Regions from separate parts of the Mus musculus genome. Here region 2 is linked to region 1. Evidence: chromatin contacts called from public HiChIP or PLAC-seq data. All regions are on one chromosome and are shown on one strand. The core of a region is the stretch at or near the end of the contact, and the rest is flanking DNA. Distances in the headings are between cores, read along the strand shown.

Region 1 (4,983 bases), core at 1,571-4,070:
AGCTCCTGAATAGCAGAGGACAGAAGGAACAGCCATGGCGGGGAGGAGATGGCCTGCTTGGGGAGTGGTGATTTGTTAGCCAGTGCTGTTGGTGCAGGGGGGCAAAGAGGAGCAATGTCAGACACGGTGGGTGGGGATGTGGTGTCTCCTGCCTTTCAAAGACCTTTCTAAGACTTTGGGTCTCCGCTAATAACCAAAGGAGTTGGGAAAAGGTGTTTTCAAAGCTATGGCCTTTGAAAATCAAAGGCCAAGTGGCGTCTCTCTGCTCCTGGAAGCAGATGCCTGTCATTTGGGAGATTTTGAAGCTATAGGAAAAGGGAAGGTAAGCGAACCTCTGCTCTCATCCTACTTATGTATGCCGTACAATCTGCCAGTGTGGAGTTTGTCGTTCCCGTCAACAAAGTCCAAGTAATGACAAAGATTGTTTCATTCACTAACCACATGGCTGAGGTGCTCAGAAAACATGCAAAAATCTAAGTGTATCGCATCTTACAAAAACAGAAAGGTATCCATTCATGCCTACCAAGAACTATGAAAAGTCCCTGACAACACAATGCCAGGGCAAATGAGTGAGAATAAACTCATCCCAGCTTCCCCAGGGCGCTTCACCTTGAAACTAATAGAAGCCATTGGGGAGGGTATTGACAGAAGGGAGGAGGTTTAAGTGTGTGGAACACAGATGGGATGTGGGTCTGTGAACAATCTCGAGAGCTACGTAAGCACTCGCCTCTATCAGCAACTACGCCATGCTTGACCGTGTTCAAAGTTGAGTAAGGAGAGAGCCAGCAGAAAGGGAACAGATTATGAAAGTCCTGGTATTGTAGGTGGTGGCCTGAGATGTTGAGACTTTGGCTGCAGTTGGTCCTGTGGTTTGAATGGCAGGGTAGAAGGAGACAGCTATGCCGGTTTGGTCAAGTATGTGTGTATGGTAGCTTGGTAGAAAGACTATGTGGAAAGCCTGTTAAATGTGGGTTTCAGTAAACGGTCGTCATCTTTTAGTATAATAATGTCCAGCTGTGTGTGGCTTTCTTTTTTTAATCCCAACACTGCAGAAGCAGAGGCAGGTGGATCTCTGTGAGTTCCAGTAAAGCCTTGTCTACAAAGGGAGTTCTAGGCCAGTCAAGACTGCATAGTGAGGCCATGACTTGAGTAGAAGAAGAAGAATACTGGACAAGAATACTGGATACGGGTTGCTGGGATGGTTCGTCAGCCGATTGTCTTCCACAAAAGCATAAGGGCCTAAGTTCAGGTTTTTTACATACAGGTATGCAAGCACACATGTCGAACCCCACCACCCTGTGTAAGGATGGAAACAGCAGAGTCCCTGGCTCTCATTGAGCAGCCAACCAAGCCAATTGGTGAGTTCAAGGTTCATCGAGAGGCTGTGTCTTAAAAGATAAAGGGGAGCCCATTGAAGAAGACACTGGTGATCTCTGGCCTCTACAGGCATGTGCAAGCATGTGCTTGTATAGCCCCACCACAGATTTACATATTTACAATGAACACACACACACACACACACACAATTATTTTTAAAGAATGGTAGTAACTTGCAGTACAGTGTCTTAGTGTTTGGGATGGTAGGGATTGCTGGAAGTATGAGGTCATTCTGAATCGCATAATGAGTTCCAGGCCAGCTCGGGCTACAGTCTGAGACCCTGCCACAAGAAATAAACCAAGAAAAAGCCCAAATGAAAGAATTGAGACACAAATACAGGATGCAGACATACTTCTGAATTTCAGAGCAGCTGAAATAGCGTAGAGCCAGAATCACAAAGCACACTACATGTCATCCAGTACTCGGGAGGCAGGGCAGAAGGGTTGGGGGTGGGGTACACATTGGAAAGGGCAGCCTTGCTACATAGCAAAACCCTGTCTCAAAACACAAAACAAAAATATTAATATAATAATGCTCCACATAACCCCTGGGACATAGTTGTACTCTAGGAGAAAGAAGTATATGTAAAATTCAAATTTAATTTGACATTTCATAGTTTGGCTTGCTAACTCTGACAACTCATGGATGTTGCAAACACAAGCACTTTCCTAGCCAGCCCAATTCTCTGATGGCCCTGATCTATATCTCACTATATCTGCTGTTCTGGAGCTTAAAACAGTCTGGAGACCTGACTTTGGGGGACCAGAATGGCAGCAGTGTGAGGCTAAGAGGGTAAAAGGCAATGTATGTGAGATGGGCTGGAACTTTAACAAGGACCCCAGCAGTGTTGTCTGTGTGCTGCCAGCAGGCCAGCTGGGCAGGATGCTGCACCAGGCTTTCTTTCTCTCTTCCCCTTTACTGGTTGAGGGACTCCTTAAGTCCCCCTCAAAGACCGAGGACACAAAAGGAAACCAGCAAGATTTTTTCCTTTCCTTAATGCCAGGCCCTGGAGAGCTGGCTTGCTTTTTCTTCTAAAATGCCAAGCTGGGCAAGTGGCAAACAGAACCACTCCAACCTTCACCCTTTGGGATTGTTTTTAAATATCTGTCTGTTGTAGCCAGCTTAGAATCTAGCTCTGTCTGCAAACCAGTAGAGGACACGCTTTATTGGAAGGGGCATTACTGTGAGCGCTGTGTGTCTTGTGGTGGTTTTCCTACACTGCATACTATTCTCAAGTTACAGATTCAGGGAGAGGTCCACTCAGGCTGTGAGGTGTTCAGAACCTGCTTTCAAACCCAGGACACTATTGTCTGCCCAAGGAACCAAATCTATTGCCAAGTGCGTACTAGGTTGTCATCCTAACTTGTCCTTTAGCGCTCATGAGGGGTGGACTCTTTTTGAGGAAGTAGTTCTGAGAAGTACCTCCCTCCTTGGAGATCTTTTCCTTCCTTCCTGAGCTATAGGACTTCCCCATGTGTGATGTGGGGAAAAGCCATTCATTTTTTCTGTGTCCTCCTAAGTGCACGAGGTCCTGAAGAACTGAGCCAAAGTTCCTCTTTCTACCAAGCGTTTCCCTTGCCAACATCAGTAACACCCACATCTCACAGCAAATCAACAAACACCCTCCATTGGAAGCAGCGTGAGGATGCCTTATCTGAAATGCTTGGAGCTTCAGAGCTGAGGGGGGAAAAATTAAGACTTAGAATCATTGAATACACAGTGTGATAGTTTGAGTGCTCAGAAAGTTTTAGATTTGGGTGTTGTTCGGACTTCAGATTAGGGATATTCAATTTTACTATTCTTAATTCTCTTTTCCACGAAGTCTGAAGAGAAAAAAAATAAACTAATGAGAGTTGGAGAGATGGCAGAATTGTCCCGCCTTACCTTCTCACCCAAGCTTCTTATCCTACAGCCGAGAAGAACATGTGGTCAATGAAGCTCTTCCTGGAAGTAGACAAGGCATTTCCCAGAATCCTACTTCCAAGAAGAAGCTCTGGGATCCTGCGTCATCCCATGCTGTGCCTTCCTCTTTGTGACCAAGTGCTGAAGCTTTGGCTGAGGTATAGGGACAGGCATAGCTGTGAGGCCTGGGTGGAGGCCTGGGGAAGTCTATAAATGGAGATTACAGCATTCAAGCCGCTTCAATCCTTGTGTTCTGCAGATCTTGGGCCCTTGGAGGGGGTTTATGACTAACCGTGATTGCCTGCTCCCTCAGATCTCACACAGGTCGTTTTTCTTACCAGTCCCATCTGGGGTGACTATGCCAGTATCTTTGCTGACAGAGTTGAATTTGGTCTGTGTTTCGATTGCACAAGAACAAAGCCTGCACTGTAGGAACAACTGTCTCGAGGGCACATCCAGAGCAGGCAGAGTTTCCCTCTCTCTCTCTTGTGTTCCTCTCTTTATTGCTTCCGTTCCTGTACATATTTCAGTGATGTCAGGATTTGGAATGGCTCTACCTTGAGGGGAGCCAAGAAATCCTGAGTGTGTGTGTGTATGTGTGTGTGTTCATGTGCATGAGAGTATATACTGGCAAGACCAAAGCAGTTTGATGTATATCAGCCTGGCTGTTTATTGATCCCATGGAGGTAAAGAAACAGATTGGAATCTCCTGGCTGTAAGAAATATAACCCTTGACCAGCTGCAGCCATTTTTCTGTCTCCTCTGGCCAAAACAAAACAAAAACATTCATTTAAAACTTCTCACCTGGGAAGCACTTGTTAAGAGTATTTCATGCAAATGTGTAAGTTTCTTGGGCTGGACTTGCAATTCAGATCAGGAAAAAAAAAATGGTCTTGCATGCTTATGTCTGAGCATGCATTTTGCAGGAAGCCATTTTGTGAACAAGCAGACGGATTACTTCCGTGTTCTGGGATGGTCGTGCCTCATGTGAGGTTTGGGGGTGGGTTTTGCTTCACTTTCTTCATAAGGTTTTGAAGCTCGGTGGCTAGGAAGTTGATGGGGTACTGTCCCTTGCTAGGGAAGAGGTCCTGGAAATAAAGTGTTGAAATACACGCTAAAGAAATAGTGTGTTGAATTCTTGTCTTGAAAGCTTTTTGAACAGTAACTGAACAACAAAAACAAAAAACTCCAAAAATTAAAAAAATCGGATTTATATCTCGTTTATGTTTTGAGTTTTGGAGAATGTTCCATCACCTTCTTTCCAAAGTCTCGTTTCACATTTTAAACCAGGTACAGTCTACAAAGGATAATCTCTGGAAATGCTGAAGAGACTTCTCGTTAGGATTTCCAACTTTCATGGTAAATTGAGGTAAAAGCACTGTAGCACACACCTTTAGTCCCAGCACTTGGGAGGCAGAGGCAGGCAGATCTCTGTGAGTTCGAGGCCAGCCTGGTCTCCGGAAATGACACCTTGTCGCTGTGATTTTCAGCTTCTAGTGCTTTCGGGCCACCTGCTTCACACAAGGGCCTGTGCCTGGGAGGACACTGACCCTGTGGCGTCAGAGTGCCTTGCTGGAGAGCAGCTTTCAAAAGCCAGCCGAGATCATACGGGTTCTCTCTGCCAGGGACTCGATCTGTTTCAGCCATATGCTCTACTGAAAACAGATGAGAGAGGATGAACGCAGAACCTTTTAGAAACTAAT
Region 2 (4,983 bases), core at 1,250-3,749, 110 kb before region 1:
CTTGTGTATTTTATTTTGTAAAAAAGGTCTTTTAAGTCAATATGTTTTCTCATGATAGCATCATCAATAAATGGCTGTTACATGAAGTCATGGCTGTCAGCTTGTCAGCATTTACTGAACACTAGCTTAAAGGATGCGATCATGTCACCTTTAGTAATGAGAAAATGGAGGCACATAGTAGCTAAGCATGATATTCAGAGAGCAAGTCACCATAGAATCAGAACTTGAACTCATCGACTAGGCATCAAAGCCTATGATTGTAATCCCCACATTGAATCTGTTGCCCACATGAACTAACAGAAGAAGGTTGCCTACAAATGAGGTTAAAGTTACCTTTGCCACACAAATGCACTATTAAGACACTTAGCATCCTCCTTTCTTATTTTCCATCTCTCTCTCTCTCTCTCTCTCTCACACACACACACACACACACACACACACACACACACACATCTCCTAAATTTTCTCCCCCAGATAAATAAGACCTTCCTAATTTTTTGTTGTTGTGTTAACTGAGATGCCGTTTTGTTTTGCTCTCATGCAAGCCCCTTTACCTACCAACTTAATTAAGGAAGCAACTCAGCGAGTTGACATAGTGAATAAAGATACAAGCTGAATCCAGAGTGGTCCAAACACTCAGATGTTAAGCACCCAAAGGGGAGAGCATTCTCTAATGCTGCTGACTACCGCCAACTCTAATGAAGCAACTGATGTCTTTCAGGAAGTTCTCTAATGTTCTAGCAGCAAACTGTTCCTTTCAGAGGGATTTGGTCCAGCAAGACGAGGGAGCGATTAGCATCCCATCAGAAAACAGAAAGAGACAACTGCTTAGTGCCCACGAGATGAGAGGAGCATACAAAGACGTGCTTATATCTAAATGGATGCTTCCTAATAAAAGGATTTTTATCATTAACTACTCATAAGTGTGAGACCAGTTTATAGACATGTGACTCGGAGTTAATGAACTTCGGTTATGGCAAGATGCCAGTTATTCTGAGAGAAATTCCACAGTCTCTGATTGACTCCCAGATCACCTGCCCCATCTAAGGGTAGCTACCCTGAATGGTATCATAACCTCCCTACCTTCAGAAACGACATGGGGATGAAAGAATCTCTAGTGCTAGTGTGTATTGGTCATAAGGTTAGGTAGCTGTTCCTTAGCAACCAGCATTTGTCTTTCTTGCAACAAAGAAGTCGCTGCAAAGCAGGGAAACTAAAAATAAAACCATTTGTACAGTTCTAATTCACAGAGGCGGCACTTCAAACCATGGTGCTGAGTGGGAAAAAAAAAAGCCCATTCCACCCCGTGCAAGGAGAGGGTCGCTGGTGTTCTACAAAGCTTGCTTTCAAACTTTATATGCCCCAATACAGGGGAACACCAGGGCCAAGAAGTGGGAGTGGGTGGGTAGGGAAGCGGGGGGGGGGGTATAGGGGACTTTCGGGATAGCATTTGAAATGTAAATGAAGAAAATATCTAATAAAAAATTGGGGGGGGGAGCTCGAGTTCAGGATGCCACCGTCAGTCCTTAAACAGCAGATCAAGAATAAACGCCTCCTATGAGTCCCTGCTTTGCTTAGCATGCAATCCAATCTTGAGCGTCTGGGGTCCTCACTCCCAGCTGTACTGATGGAAACTTTAAGTTAGACCATTAGAGAACTTCCAGATAGCTTTAAGGCTATCTGGACCCTCTGCATCACGCTCCTTCTTGCCTTTATTCTAGCATGGTAGTCCCATTTAGAGCCGCCACCCCTTTCTCTAGTAAAGAAAAACTTACTTTCATAAAGAATGAAAAGCCCAGGTTGCATGTATTCATCTTTTAATCCTTGAGCCAGTCTTAAGAATCAGTGGACTGGGGGTGAGAATCTGCTATAAAGGTCTGCAAACAGGCAGGTGCAAGGCATAATAAATCAATTCCTAGGTGATTTTAAAGAGGTAAATGATATATAACTCTTTCAAAATCCCTGTTATTAAGCCTCTGTGATTTCAAACTCCAAAGACCAGGAAGGTACCTGGGGCCTGATTATATTCGGGAACAGGACTTCCTGCTTCCAAGGCAGCTTGCAAATACTTACCTTCCCTGGTCAGCATGCCCCTGCCTCTCCATCTTGGGGCCCTCGGGAGCTGCCACCTCCAAACTCTGTCTCCGGTTTTGCTGCAAGCCCAGCTCCCTGCGCTGCCCAGCTCCAGCGTGGTCCCGAGAGATGGAGGAAGTGCCCAAGCCTGGGCCCACCACCTTACTGCGGGTGTACATGGTCCACAGCCCGTGGGGTCCTGGCCACAGCCTTTGAGGGACGGATGCTGGTAAGGGCTTCTAAGGAGGCTCGAGGAAGGGGTTCTGAAGAGCAAGGAGAGCGGTTTTAACAGCTGAGTTTCGATTTCTCTTTAACCACCCGCTGGGTTCAGAGAACTTCCTCATTCATTCTCTACCCGGACACCCTTGGACTTTCTCACAGGTTAGCTTCCTGGGCTGAGCCTGCCTCTAGCAAGGCTGAAGAACTGAGCTGGTTCACCCAGCTGCAGGTGATCGGGCTCAGGGATTCATAGCCACTGCAGAGAGCACCAGAGATCATTATGATGAGCCTTGGGAAGCTTCTAAGCTGGTGCAAAATAGCCAGAAACCTGGAGAAACTTGAGCTGTTTAAGGGGTGTCCCTGATTTGAGGTCACTGTCAGAAGCTGGACACCCGGGGACATATTACCTTGAGTCCCCATAGATTAGGACAATAACTAAAAGCAATGGAACAGAAAAAGAATAGTTCCGTTTGTTAGTTGTGGCTGCTGTTTGGCGGTCAGAGGAAGTGGAAAGTGAAATCAGAAGAAAGAAAAACAAACAAACAAACAAACAAACAAAACAGCAGAGCTGGAGAGGCGAGCTGAGGGATAGGCAGAGCCGAGGGCCTGTTAGCCTCTCTAAGTGATTGACTAAGCATTCAAAAACCGACGGATTGAATGCCGGTCCTAAGCACAGCTTCCAGTGATCCAGCTCTGTTGAAACGTTAAAAACAAAGACCAGGTTTACAAGACTATTTCCATAGGTCTTGGACTATGTTCTGGCATCCTTTGTTTGTTTAGTTTTGTTTTTAAGGTTCCAGAAAATCCTGATGTGACTGTGTGGCTGGGGTGGTGGTGGTAGGGCATTATGACAGGGCTTCTGCTATAAAATTATGTGGTGTGTACCCATCCAGGTGACGTCCTACGGCAGAGCCTTTCTGCTTGGCAACTGGCCGCCCAGAAGTTTCACTGTCTTGGTTTATTTATTATTGGTGCTTAGAGCAGAAAGACAAATGCATGTTGGATAGCTAATAAGAGAATAAAACTGAAAGGTCGTTAAGTGCAAGTGGTAAAATAGGAAGGGAGAAGGCAGTGGCCATTGGAGTGCATAGTCTGCTGCACACACCACAACGAGGAGGTGTTGGGGCTTGGTTAAGTGGGCCAGAGCGTCTCAAAGCTCAGAGAGGATTAGAACCACATGATGGGTGTGTTAGAACGGGTATGTAGGTGCTTACCCTAGAGTTCAGCTCTGGAGTGGGCCTAAGGAATTGCCCTTCCAACAGTTCTCAGTGAGGCTGATCCAAGACCATTCTATGAACCAGTGCTGAAGGCAATGTAGACGGCAATGGGGGTGGGCCAGCGGGGGAAGAACCGGCAACAGGGGGGTGGAGGCAGGGGCAGGGGGGCTCTCCATAGAGCTTGAGAAAGTCAAAGTGAAGGCGAGATGGAAAAATGAACAGGTTAATAACAGGAAGAAAAACTGAGGACCTGGTTAGTAAAGCTAGGCCAGAGATGTGTATTAGCAGTAAGGCCGCTGTGTGGGAAATACAAAGTAGACATTAAAACCCAAACCAAACTAGAGATAACATAGGTTAAAGAAAACAAACAAAACTAAACAAGCAAATGAACACCAGGGAGAACTGATCCATCCCCAGGGGCAGTGGAGGGAGGGAAGGGAGGCCTTACATCACTCTGAGATCATGGACACATGCTGGCCCCAGGGCAGAGGTAAGTTTGCTTTCTTTGAGGTCCCATTTTCCTCATCTGCACTGTGGGAGCAGAAGTCCCCGTCTCCACCTTGTAAGGTGTTGTGAGGACTAAGGAGATACTTAATATCAATGGTTGTCCGAGTTGAGTTTTGCCTCCAACAGACATTAGGCAAAGCCTAGAGGCAGTTGTCACAGTGGAACCTAGAGGAGGAAGGATACCTGGCATCTAGTGGGGAGAAGCCAAGACACCGCTAAACATGAAATAGTGTTCAGACAGCAGCCCCACAGGAGAGTCACCCAGACCCAAATGCCCATGCCCAGAAGCAGCCAAATCCTCATGATAGACCCCAACAGAAAGCTCCAGTCATGTCACAGCTGCCATGGTGACCTTAGGAGAAGGCCAGCATGACCTGCCTGGAGGCTGTACTGGGCCCAGTCATGAGTTCTTGGGGAATGTCACAGGAATCCTTGCTTCAAAGAGAAGATCCGTGGCATTGGATTTAACATTTGAGGAAGGGAAAAGGCAAGTTAGGGGAAACCCAGCCCCAAACCCCAAACAGCTAGTAATGGTGGTACTGATTTCAAAGATATATATTGTTTGATCCTATTTACTATACAACCCAAACCATACTCTACAATTCAAGTTCTAAACATGAGACTGAATCAGAGGCCCACAGGCAAGACAGAGATTCTTAGCCTGCTCACTGTTCTACCATGTTCCCTGATTAAACTCATATTTGTGATTCACTATGGCAGGAGGTGCCTACATGCTTCCTTAGGATATCCCAGGATGCCTTATCCACTTGCATGTGATTTACTCTCTCACCATCCATGTGTGTGTGTGTGTGTGTGTGTGTGTGTGTGTGTGTGTGTGAGAGAGAGAGAGAGAGAGAGAGAGAGAGAGAGAGTGAGTGAGTCAGCCTGGCTTTTTGCCAGGATGTTGGAGTGTATACCTCTGTAGAAATGGCTGATAAAAAGAAGCAGGGCTTAGGACTTTCAGAAA

The links. HiChIP or PLAC-seq counts read pairs in DNA pulled down with a chosen protein or histone mark.
Region 2: an H3K4me3 HiChIP or PLAC-seq map of bone marrow-derived macrophages shows a contact between it and region 1, with 3 times the contacts expected there. The contact joins the promoter of Epsti1 here to the enhancer-like site in region 1. A contact is called at or near these places in 9 of 39 promoter capture datasets (the C10 cell line, cranial neural crest, embryonic stem cells and 5 more), 10 of 484 Hi-C or Micro-C datasets (the C10 cell line, ECoMG-derived neutrophils, the G1E-ER4 cell line and 6 more), 3 of 115 datasets of contacts at active chromatin or transcription factors (bone marrow-derived macrophages, double positive thymocytes and embryonic stem cells) and 3 of 9 other capture datasets (adipose tissue, liver and macrophages).

Annotation. Positions count from the first base shown.
Region 1 is chr14:77,793,333-77,798,315 of GRCm38.p6, reverse strand. Gm1587 (predicted gene 1587) reads left to right here. Exons shown (of 3, transcript NR_157389.1): 2 at 1,265-1,358; 3 at 3,291-4,371. Among named protein-coding and RNA genes, the nearest start is that of Gm1587, 3.1 kb to the left of the region's middle. Within about 2 kb of position 2,820, at least 41 of the 459 cell types and tissues checked have an H3K27ac peak or open chromatin away from gene starts, as enhancers often do. A contact at or near this core is called in adipose tissue, bone marrow-derived macrophages and macrophages, where this site is marked.
Region 2 is chr14:77,901,755-77,906,737 of GRCm38.p6, reverse strand. Epsti1 (epithelial stromal interaction 1 (breast)) reads right to left here and starts at 2,499. Exons shown (of 12, transcript NM_029495.2): 1 at 2,074-2,499. The coding sequence starts at 2,252.